2 separate regions of the Mus musculus genome follow, and region 2 is linked to region 1. Evidence: chromatin contacts called from public Hi-C data. All regions are on one chromosome and are shown on one strand. Each heading gives the region's core, a stretch centred on a gene start, on an enhancer-like site or on the middle of the called end of the contact. The rest is flanking DNA. Distances are from core to core; before and after follow the strand shown.

Evidence for each region. A called contact is a pair of places that touch in the nucleus more often than the background predicts.
Region 2: a contact with region 1 is called in a Hi-C map of the N1E-115 cell line, with 7 times the contacts expected there. The contact joins two enhancer-like sites. A contact is called at or near these places in 3 of 15 datasets of contacts at CTCF or cohesin (the NIH/3T3 cell line and pro-B cells), 20 of 484 Hi-C or Micro-C datasets (the 3T3-L1 cell line, the HL-1 cell line, the MC3T3-E1 cell line and 16 more), 5 of 115 datasets of contacts at active chromatin or transcription factors (bone marrow-derived dendritic cells, embryonic stem cells, fibro-adipogenic progenitors and 2 more) and 1 of 9 other capture datasets (adipose tissue).

What each region holds. Positions count from the first base shown.
Region 1 is chr5:66,383,060-66,388,425 of GRCm38.p6, reverse strand. The region is part of intron 9 of Apbb2 (amyloid beta (A4) precursor protein-binding, family B, member 2); the gene reads left to right. Among named protein-coding and RNA genes, the nearest start is that of Gm52775, 120 kb to the left of the region's middle. Within about 2 kb of position 2,590, at least 57 of the 459 cell types and tissues checked have an H3K27ac peak or open chromatin away from gene starts, as enhancers often do. A contact at or near this core is called in the N1E-115 cell line, where this site is marked.
Region 2 is chr5:66,693,136-66,698,501 of GRCm38.p6, reverse strand. No RefSeq gene overlaps it. Among named protein-coding and RNA genes, the nearest start is that of Uchl1os, 19 kb to the right of the region's middle. Within about 2 kb of position 2,476, at least 2 of the 459 cell types and tissues checked have an H3K27ac peak or open chromatin away from gene starts, as enhancers often do. A contact at or near this core is called in the N1E-115 cell line, where this site is marked.

The DNA of each region.
Region 1 (5,366 bases), core at 1,341-3,840:
TAATATTATAGACCCCGTTTCTCACCCACATCCCAGGTCACCCCAGGCTTTGCCAGTTTTTTATTTATTTGTCTTAGTTTTATAGCATACGAACTATTACTTGCTAGTGTTACATTTCTCATCTCCCTTCAGCTCCCTGCCTCCCTCCCTTCCTGTGTTAGAGATTCAGCGCACAGTCGCAAACATGCCAAGTGTGCACTCCGCTAGTGGGGCATTTCTTATGGAATGATTAAAGCTCTTAGGTAATCATTTCTTTCTGATGTTCAGGTTTTCTTATACTGTCCCCTCTCTGTTCTTGGATATAATCCACAAAGCCACTTAGCTTTCATCCCTAGAGGTCTCTATACATGAAGAACTGTCTGCCATGATGCTCTTAAATAACTCTTTCCAATTATTTCTTTCTCTCTTCGGTGACTTTTATCAGCGAAGAAAATGTTTTAAATATCCCTCCACACCTAGGCCTTTCACAGATAATGACAGAATGACTCCTTGTACTTTGGTGGCCCGGTAGGAAGCTCTAACAGACCTCAATACTCAGGCTCCCCTGGGCCCGCCTGCTCTGCTTTCTTGCTGTGAAATCGGAGTTTAGTCCTTCCATGGTGTATGGTGCATTGCTCACCAAATGCATTATTAACACCACAATAAAATCAAATTGGAGAAAAGTTAACGCTCTGAAAAATAACACACCAATTCTTTCCCATCCTTTGTTGTTAACTGCTCGGGTTTCTGTAGAGGGGATTTTGTGCCACCTGCTGGAAAATATTGGGATTTATGCCTTTAGAGAAAATGGCTACATTTCCTTTAGAATCATTGAATTTAAAATTTAAGTGGTTTTAAAGATTTTTTTTAAGTGAGTTCGAGGGTTCTACAATGAGTGGCGAAGACAGCATTTAGCGTGGGTCTCCCGAGCCTCCAGCCACCAGATGCTACTATACCAAATCATTTTCGTGGCATTTGTGAGGAGTAGCTTTGGGGGCATTGCTCTTTGAACTCAAAAGAAAGGAAACGTGATTGTGTTGTCGGAAGCATCCAATCCTTTGGGTCTCAGATTCCTCATCTGTGAGATAAGCACGCCTCATATTAGAAGCCCCGTCTGATTCTGAGGAGTTATAAGATTGCCTATGAAATGGAGCAGCCCTAATCCACAGCAACTAGAGATGAATTGGTTATGTCTAGAAAGGGATGCTATAGTCCTGGCTGCCCTTTCACGGGCCCTACACTCTGCTCATGGACTTGTCCCGCAAATGCATGAGTTCCTCACACTATAGATGAGAAAGCGATGCTTAGAATAGCTCGAATGACCCATCTCATCTCACAGTGTGCTCATCTGGTAGCTGGTGGAAATAAGAAGTCTTCAACCCTGTGCACATGACTCCCAAACCTCTTGTTCCAAGCCACTGTTTCCCCAGGCTTAAGGTCGCTTTGGCTGTCTATCTAGATGGGGTTAAGGTAGCAGAGTTGCCAAGGGTGGGTGTGAGTTCTGGAACTGGGAGGTCATTGCCTAAAGATGGATTCTTCTGGACTCCTATGGCCCAGTGCTTTGTGGCATGCTGGCCTTGGCAAGGTTGATATGATCGTCACACTGCTGAGGACAAAGGCTCACATTAATGAGTCCAGGAGCCACACAGATGCAGATGCAACAGGCCTACAGAGAACACTGAGTAGGTGACACTGTTGGGTTTGAAACTTATATCAAAATAAGACATGATTTTGCGGTGTCTTCTGCAGGGACATAAGCATAGTTCATCACTGCAGTACTTTCCATTGCTTATGTCCGTTTGCAGTTAGTGCCTGGTCCGCTCAGCCATTTTATTATCCAGGCACTGGATCTTATGAGGGCTTTTCTTGTTCTGTTCTTGCTACACCCAGCCCCACATGGAGAAAGGAAGGAAGGAGTGAGGCTAGTCGGGGCTGGGTATGCTTGACAGCGTAACTCTCCAGCAAACGGGATAGGAGTGCAAGGTTCTAATATTCCTCTTGAGATTTATTTATCCGAGCCTTCCCTTGGTTCCTATTAGCATAAATTTCCATGAAGTAATTCTATTAGCTAGCAATTCACTAGATTAACCCTAAGAGATAAACAGGAAATCGCAGGGAGCGTCTTCTCTCATTCAGATCTGTTTCTGATCTGCAACAAATGCACTTTCATGCCTTCGCATTTCTGTGGGATGTTATAGCTGCGTGTAGTAGTCCGTGCCATTGAAAACGACTTTGTTTTCTTCAGAAATTCTGAACTATGAGAAACTCTTGGATTTGATTTGCATGGTTGATTCATTCTCTGGGTGGGGGAAAAAAGAAAGAAAGAAAACATTTGTAAAATGATTAATGCCAAGGGAGCAAACATACTTAGCATTCAGTGTGATGGCTAAGACTCTGGCTGGACCTGGCCCGCTCAAGATTTGCTTCTTATTTACTGTGTGGCTTTGGGATCTCGTCCTCTGTATTACATAATAAACTGCTCCAGAACTTGGTAACTGGAAACAGTTTCATTTTCCTCATGACTTGGAGTTTGGGAGTTTGTGCAGAATTCAGCCACACAGCAGTGCAGTTCCTCTGTGATCCACTAGTAGGCAGCAGGACCTGGAAGATCTGCATCTAGAGCAGCCCTTCCCCGGACTCATCCTCCAGGGCCCACTCTGTGTTGCTTGGGCTTTTAGCAGTACAGTTCACTGGGCAGGAAAGACAGGAAGCCAAAGCTACCAGGTGAGAGCAGGCTTTTCTTGGAAATGGTACCACTATCTTCTATTAGTCAAAACAGAACTCGACTAATTCAGGAGGTAGAGAAATGGACTCTTGAGAGCTGAGCAAGGTCACAGAACAGGAAGTGTATGGAAAGCTTTATTGCAGCCAGTTCTGAGAGAGAGAGAAACCATCCCTGGCATCAGCCAGTCAAAGAGAATGCCCTTTGTCAAGGGGAGTGCGTATCTGCGTGACTCAGTCAAGAAGCCAGGCCCCGAACCCGGGGCAAATGTGCCAAGTCCTGGGAATAAGATAGAGCCACCGAGGCATGGCTTCAGGGTGGGAATTCATGGAGGGAATAGTAAGATCTTTTCTCGTCCCTAGGAAGGAAGAGCCCAGTGTTCTGCTTGGGTGTAGTTGGCCACAGAATACCAAGGCACAAAGCCTGGCTGCCCAGCTTAACCCTGCATGGTGTGTTCCACCTCCCCCACCCTCACTCCCAACTCCCCCAGCCCACAGCAGGGCTGACATGTGCATCATTGGCTAGAACTTATTCCCCTCTCAGCCCAGGGGACAGAGTTTTGTATTTCTAAAGCTGTTTCCTTTCCTTTATTTGCCAACATGGCTGAGCATAATACTGAAGTCCTGGCAGAAGCCCGGCTTCTTTCCCCCCAGTTAATTTCTGGTCACTTGTCCAAGTGAGTCACCCGGGAACCGGCTGCTGTGAGTCTCTGAATTTTAAAGGATGCTGCTGGGACAAGAGATGTCATTATCAACAATTAGTGGCTGGGCCTGGTGGTAGATGCCCTGAATAGGCTAACTAAAGGACAGGCAAGTCTTGTCCTCTTCCCTGTAGGAGCTCTGTAGGAGTCAGAGTGAGTCATAGCTGTTAACAGTGCATGGGTGGCTATGCAGAGAGTGGACCAGCAGGTGCTCGAACCTGGCCCCATAGGATTCTGGAAAGGAACTTTGGGTGATGGACACTCTGAGACATTCACAGCCTGCTTAGATACAAAAGTAATTCACTCGTCCAGCAGGGCTGGGCTCTTCAGGGAGGGTCTCCAGAATGCAGATGTCTTTCCATAGCTCCCCACAAAAGATGCAACATGTCTCCAGCTCTGTTTCCTCGGGCTGGTTGCCAGGTAACGGTGTTTTAGTCGTAATGAAGACATTTCTTGTTTATTTGCAGTTAATAAATTGATGGTTCTTTTATAGGACAAGGAGAATGAGTCCATTGCCAGGCTGTTTCTACCTAAGCCATTTCTCCCTCCCTACAGCCCCACACTCCTTTTTAAAAGGTCCTGAGTCTGAGGCTCTTCAGCCCAGCCGTGAAGAACAGGGCCTCAGCGCTCCCTCTGCCTCCAGCTCAGGACTCTGTAAGGAGATCATATCAGCAGCTGGCTGGCTTCTATAATTTCCACCTCTGTACTGGCACCAGGAGTGAGGGCTTTCAGCTGTTGTCTGCAGCAGCTGGCCACTGGGCATTCGCTTATTCAGTGTCAAGTGTGTATATGTTGGCACGTGACCTGTCAGGCTCAGGAGGAAAGCCTGGTGCTATGTAAGAAGCCATAATGGCATCATTTCACAGTGACAGGGTTAGGGATCCGATCTGAAGTGTCCCTGACAGGCCCATGTTTTTCTCCATTTGTGGAGAGTGTGAAATGAGCTAAGTATGACCACCATTACCACCGTCCATGATGGTAGGCTGAGGGGGTCATTGGGAGGCGAAGACTGCCTGGTGGACGTAGGTCACTTAGACAGGACCTGTGATGGTTGCAGCCCAGCCCTCGGTTCCCACCCTGTTCTTTCTGCTTCCTGTTGGCCCTGTGAGGAGTGCCTGCCACATGCTCTCTCAGCCATATACTCCCTCCCCCAAGCACTAAAGTCTCTGAACCCACAGGCCAAAATAAACTTCTTAAGTTATTTGTGTTAGGTACGGTGGTCACAGCAGGCCAAAAGTAGCTGCTATAGACAGTTACCATGCAGCTGGAATTAACCAAGAGATCTGTTCACGAAACTCAAACACTGATATTTCAGTTGACTTTGAGAGACCCTTGGGTCTGTGATTCTCAGCCTGTGGGTCACCTAACACCACCAGGGGGAAAAGAAAACAACTAAAAGTAGATATTTACATTATGATTCAGAACAGTAGCAAAATTATAGTTATGGAATAGCAACAAAAATAGCTTTATGATTGGGGTCGCCACAACCTGAGGAACTGTATCAAAGGGTGACAGCATCAGGAAGGCTGAGAACCACTGCCTTAGATGAAAGACTTCTTTATTAAAAACATGGCCGCCCATTGAGCCAACAGATTCCTAAACAGATCTCCAGGTAAACCTTGCTTCACCTCCCCTCTGCTCTTGGCACAGCCATGAGTCTCGCCTGCTTTGCTTTCCCATAAGCCCACGAGGTGCATTCTCTCAGTTACAGCCATACGTAGTCTATATAGAAAATTCTAGGCAAACTAGGACTATATGGTGATATTGTGTTGCCAGAGGGTGGGGATGGGTTTATGTGTGTGTGGCAAGAGGGGCAGGGGAAATACGGACAGGATTTCTACACTGTCTAAGAGAAAGGAAGTGAAGTAGGAGCTGGAATAGCTAAGTTCTAGCCCCAGTCTGATTGGCTTACGGCACTCTGTGTGACTTTGAGCAAGATGCTTAACTTCTTGAGACTTCTCCAGC
Region 2 (5,366 bases), core at 1,227-3,726, 310 kb before region 1:
AGACATAAACATACTATCTACATACAGTATACATACACATACACACATATATACACACAGTTATACACACATGTAAACACACTAACAAACACTATATACACTACACACAAATAGAAGTATACACACACACTACACACATATATACACACACATGCACACATAAACATACTGTACCCATTACATATACTCCACATACATAAACATATGCATATACTATACACACACTACACAGAAATAGATGTACACACACTCACACACAAGAGAAGAAAGAGCTAGGGATGTAGCTCCATTGACAGGACTTGCCTGGCACGCATGAAGCTCCAGGTTCACTTCCAGCATCATATGAAACAGGCTGTGATGGTACACGCCTGCAATCCTGTCAAAGTCAGCCTAAAATCCACACATCCCTGTGTGGGGTGGGGCAGAGACCAGTCAGGCATAAGACACGGGATTTAGAACCTAAGAATGCTTTTAGTTTCTGAGTCTTAAATCAAAGCCAAAGCCAAAGAAAGGGAAAAAGAGGGGAATGCTAGCTGTAGTGCTGGGGCAAATACTTCCCTAAAGACCTATTTAATTTATCAAAAAATGTTTTGAGATGGGGTCTCATTAACTCAGTCTGGCTTCACACTCACAACAGATCCGACTTCCACCTCCCGGGCTTTGAGATTATAGGCTTGTGTGATCACACTCGGCTCTACAGAGATCTTACACTTTAATACTCTACAGGTGATTTCAGCATTTCCCAATAAGACAGATCTGAATACAATACTTTACTTCTTCATAAAATTGATTATGTAAAACCCATCATTTGGGGGATAAAAATCTAATTCAATGTCAGCAGAGTATTATTAATCATTAATCATGCTAGCTTTTAAAACACATACAGAATAGTGCATCTTGTTACACCGTTTTCATGTATCTTCATTCCTGTTGATCCTCCTCCCCCCAGCCCTCTTCCCCATTCCCTCTGTATAATGGACTTCTGATTTGAACTTATTATTGTTCATTTTGATTTTACCATAAAATAATAAAACTTGGCAGAACTATGAATGGCCCAGCAAAAATATCCAATCCTCAGGGTTCATGTTGGCTAAAATATATCTAGACAAGATCATCTAGCCCAAAACACTGGGCAAAATGAGGGTGGTGTCCACACTGCTCCTCCTGGTTACTTCTGCTTGGCTACAAAAATGCCATAGGTTTTCCTGTACTGCCACCTTGTGGCCATAATGAGCATAGCTTTGAATAAGTCATTTAATGTACTTTGGATGTAAACAGAGAATTTAGGCTTAAGATTCTCTCTCTCTCTCTCTCTCTCTCTCTCTCTCTCTCTCTCCCTCTCCCTCTCCCTCTCCCTCTCCCTCTCCCTCTCCCTCTCCCTCTCCCTCTCCCTCCCTCTCCCTCTCCCTCTCCCTCCCTCTTTTCTCTCCCATCTCTCTTCTCTCCCCTCTCCTCCTCTCTCTTTCCCTTTCTCTCTCATCTCTTTCTCATCTCTCTCCCCTCTCCTCTCTATCCCTCCCTCCCTCTCCCATCTCTCTCTCCTCTCCTCCTTTCTCTCTCTCTCTCTCCCTCCCTCTCCCTCTCCCTCCCTCTTTTCTCTCCCATCTCTCTTCTCTCTCCCCTCTCCTTCTCCTCTCTTTCCCTCTCTCTCATCTCTCTCCCCTCTCCTCTCTCCCTCTCTCCCATCTCTCTCCTCCTCCTCCTTCTCTCTCTCTCTCTCTCTCCCTCTCTCTCTCTCTCTCCCCTCCCCCCCCCCACCCCTGCATAATGTCTGGTTGCTGGTCTCTGAATCTGTTACCATCTGCTGCCAGAGGAACCCTTTCTGATAAGCCTTGGATAAAGCTCTGATTTATAATTGTAGAAGATTATCATTAGAATTGTTAGTTGGTTGGTTTGTGATCAGTAGTTGTTAGATTTTATTCTAGGTCTTGTTTGTTTGTGATCAGTAGCTGTTTGGTTTTATTCTAGGTCTCTGAGCTATCTAGTCTCTGGTTCTCTGTTACCCAAGCAGTGTTTTGTGTGGGTTTCTTCTGGAGTGGGCCTTAGGTCCAATCAGACACTGGCTGGTTGCTATGCCCACAAGTCCTGTGCTACCATTGCCTTAGCATATTCTGCAGCAGGATAGATTGTAGGTGGAAGGTTTTGTGGCTGGGATGGTGTTCATGTTTCTCTCTAGGTAGCCTGCAGAGTGTGTTCCTTTACCAGAGAGACTAGAACACAGGGGTTAAGACTCCACACGGGCACAGCTTGGCTTCTCCATGCTCAATGAGTTGTGTGGGTGTTGTCTTCAGCAATGTGGCCCTGTTGCCAGTTTTCAGAGAGCAACCTTTTGTCTCAGCATCAGTGTGGGGTGTTTGGGGATTTCCATGGGACCCCCTTGGCCAGCAATTCAGGTGAATACAACCTAGTCCTGCCACTGGATGCCTCACCTGGGTACAAAAGATGACCAGCTGAGACTCTGCACCCCTCATTACTAGTACTCATTAGGACCACCTAAACATGCAGGTCTCCATCAAATCCCTCCCTTCAGAGCTCAGGGGAGCCGGTGGAAGAGGAAGCAGAAAATGTAAGAGCCAAAGGGGGTGGAGGACACCAGGAGAAGAAAGCCCTTTGAATCATAATCAAAGTGCATACGGGCTCCCAGAGACTGAAGCAGCAGTCACGGGCCCACAGTGGTCTGCACTAGCTATCAGCTGAGCATCTTTATGGGATTCCTGACCATGAGAATGAATGGGCCTGTGACTCATGTGCCTGCTCTTGGGACTCTCTTCCTCCTGTGGGGCTGCCGTGTTCAACTTCAATATGATAGCTTTTGTTTCATCTTATTACATTTTGTCATGTTGGTTGTTGTCTCTTAGAAGCCTGTTCTTTTCTAATGAGAGTCAGAAAGGGAGTGGGTCCGGAGGCGAGGGGAGGGGAGGGGAGGGGAGGGGGGAGGGGAGGGGGGAGGGGAGGGGGGAGGGGAGGAGGAACTGGGAGGAGTAGAGGGAGGGGAAACTGTAATCAGGATATAGTGTATGAGAAAAGAATCTATCATTTTCCTAATTTTAAAAATATTATTTACATCGGTGTTCTGCCTCCAGGTATGTCTGTGTGAGAATATCAGGATCCCCTGGAACTGGAGTTAAAGACAGTTGTGAGCTGCCCTGTGGGTGCTGGGATTTGAACCCCAGCCTCCAGAAGAGCAGTCAATGTTCTTAACTGCTGAGCCATCTCTCCAAACCCAGCATCTTTTTTTTTCAATAAAAGAAAACAATGGGGGGGGGAGCCTAAATTTGTATTTAAACATCCGAATGCTAGATATTTGAAGGTTTTCCTGAAACTATTAGAGACATTTTTGTTCTATTAGTTATATATGAGTCTCATTATATTTTCATATGCATATAGAGTGTATTTTGATCACATGGCCCTCTCCTCTCTCTTCTCGCCCTGTCCCCATCACTTCCTTCTTCATCTTTTCTGTGCTCTAAAGAGTTTAACTGGCTTAGCTTACGGAGCACGGCTGAGAAGTACTACAGATATTTTCATTTCACTCAAAGCAAATAAACCCACGAGCCCACGTTTTAAAAATGCTTTTGGCCCCATCGTTCAGATTTCCAGTTAAACAATTCCCTTGTTAACACTCAGCACCACTGGCCAGGCTCACCGTGTAATACCCCGAGTAACCTCGGAATTCTCCAGAGGTCATCACGGGACACAGCCCCTCAACCTTGAGCCAGAACCGTGGGCTGAGGCAATCTTCTTTTGTCTATAACTTAAAACACAAACCAAAACAAAGAACAAAACCCAAACAGGGCTGGCGAGAGCTCAGCAGTTAAAAAGCAGGTGCTGCTCTTGCAGAGAACCCGTGTTCAGTTCCCCGGCATCCATGATCTTCTCCTCTAGTCTCTATGGGCTCGCATGCATACACAGACACACATAAATAAAAAAAAAAAATCATTTTTCTTTACTTTTTTTTAAGATTTATTTATTTTATATATATGAGTACACTGTAGCTGTACAGATGGTTGTGAACCTTCATGTGGTTGTTGGCAATTGAATTTTAGGACCTCTGCTCACTCAAGTTCCTGCTCCCTCCGGCCCAAAGATTTATTATTATACATAAGTACACTGTAGCTGTCTTCAGATTCACCAGAAGAGGGCATCAGATCTCATTACGGATGGTTGTAAGCCACCATGTGGTTGCTGGGATTTGAACTCAGGACCTTTGGAAGAGCAGTCAGTGCTCTTACCTGCTGAGCCATCTCACCAGCCCCAACAAATCATTTTTCAAAAAGAAATTAAAAATCTCTACCCTCAAAAGTGCAAATAGCTCTTGACCCTTCATCTTACGGGAGACTGAATGTGCCATCTTACCATAAATGACACCATTGTGGGTTGTGAGCTATGAGTTAGGAACTTGGAGGTTTTTTTGTTTTGTTTTTTGTTTTTCTTTTTTCTTTTCTTTTTTTTTTCTTTTTGGTTTTTCGAGACAGGGTTTCTCTGTGTAGCCTTGGCTGTCCTGGAACTCACTTTGTAGACCAGGCTGGCCTCGAACTCAGAAATCCTCCTGCCTCTGCCTCCCAAATTCTGGGATTAAAGGCGTGCGCCACCACACCTGGCTTGTTTTTTTGGTTTTTGTTTTTTTTAAGGTATTCTGGTAAGGAACCTGGTCTGGTTTGGGGTCCGCAAGATGTTCAGCAAGTAAAAGTGTTTGCTGTTTAGCCCAAAGACCTGAACCCACAGAGTGGAAAGAGAGAACTAACTCTCAGAAGTTTGCTCTATGTTCTCCAAAAACATGCCACGGTGCACACACACGTGTATGCATGTGCGCACACACACACACACACACACACATACACACACATACACACTTTACCTTTTGAGGGAGGGGCAGGATGTAGCTATGTTGCTCAGGCTAGTCCCCAAACTCCTAGGCTCAAGGGATGCTCTTCCTCAGACTACCAGGGTGTGCACTATGCTCAGCTCTCAATTTGAACAGTTTAAGTCACATCGAAAAGGTTACTCAAGACATGGCCACATGCACAAAGTCCTACATGTATTCTTCTTGCACAATCCTGTGGGAGACGGGTGGCCCTGACATCCATCCCACCCTGCAGAACTGGGTGTGTGTGTGTGTGCACACTTGACACCAGGCAATCAGATTACACAAGGAGTTCACGGTAGCAAAAGCATGCCTGTCTCCCTGAGGATGATAACCCCAGTTGAAAAACCAATCAGGTAAACAAAGAAATGCTTTAGAAAGACCACACCATTCGAAGAGGAAAAAAAAAAAACTGTGTCAAATTAGCGGCTGGGTCATTATCTAACACGGTAGATGGGCAGGAAACTGAGTGTGGTCCAGATACGCTGAGGTTTTAGAGAAC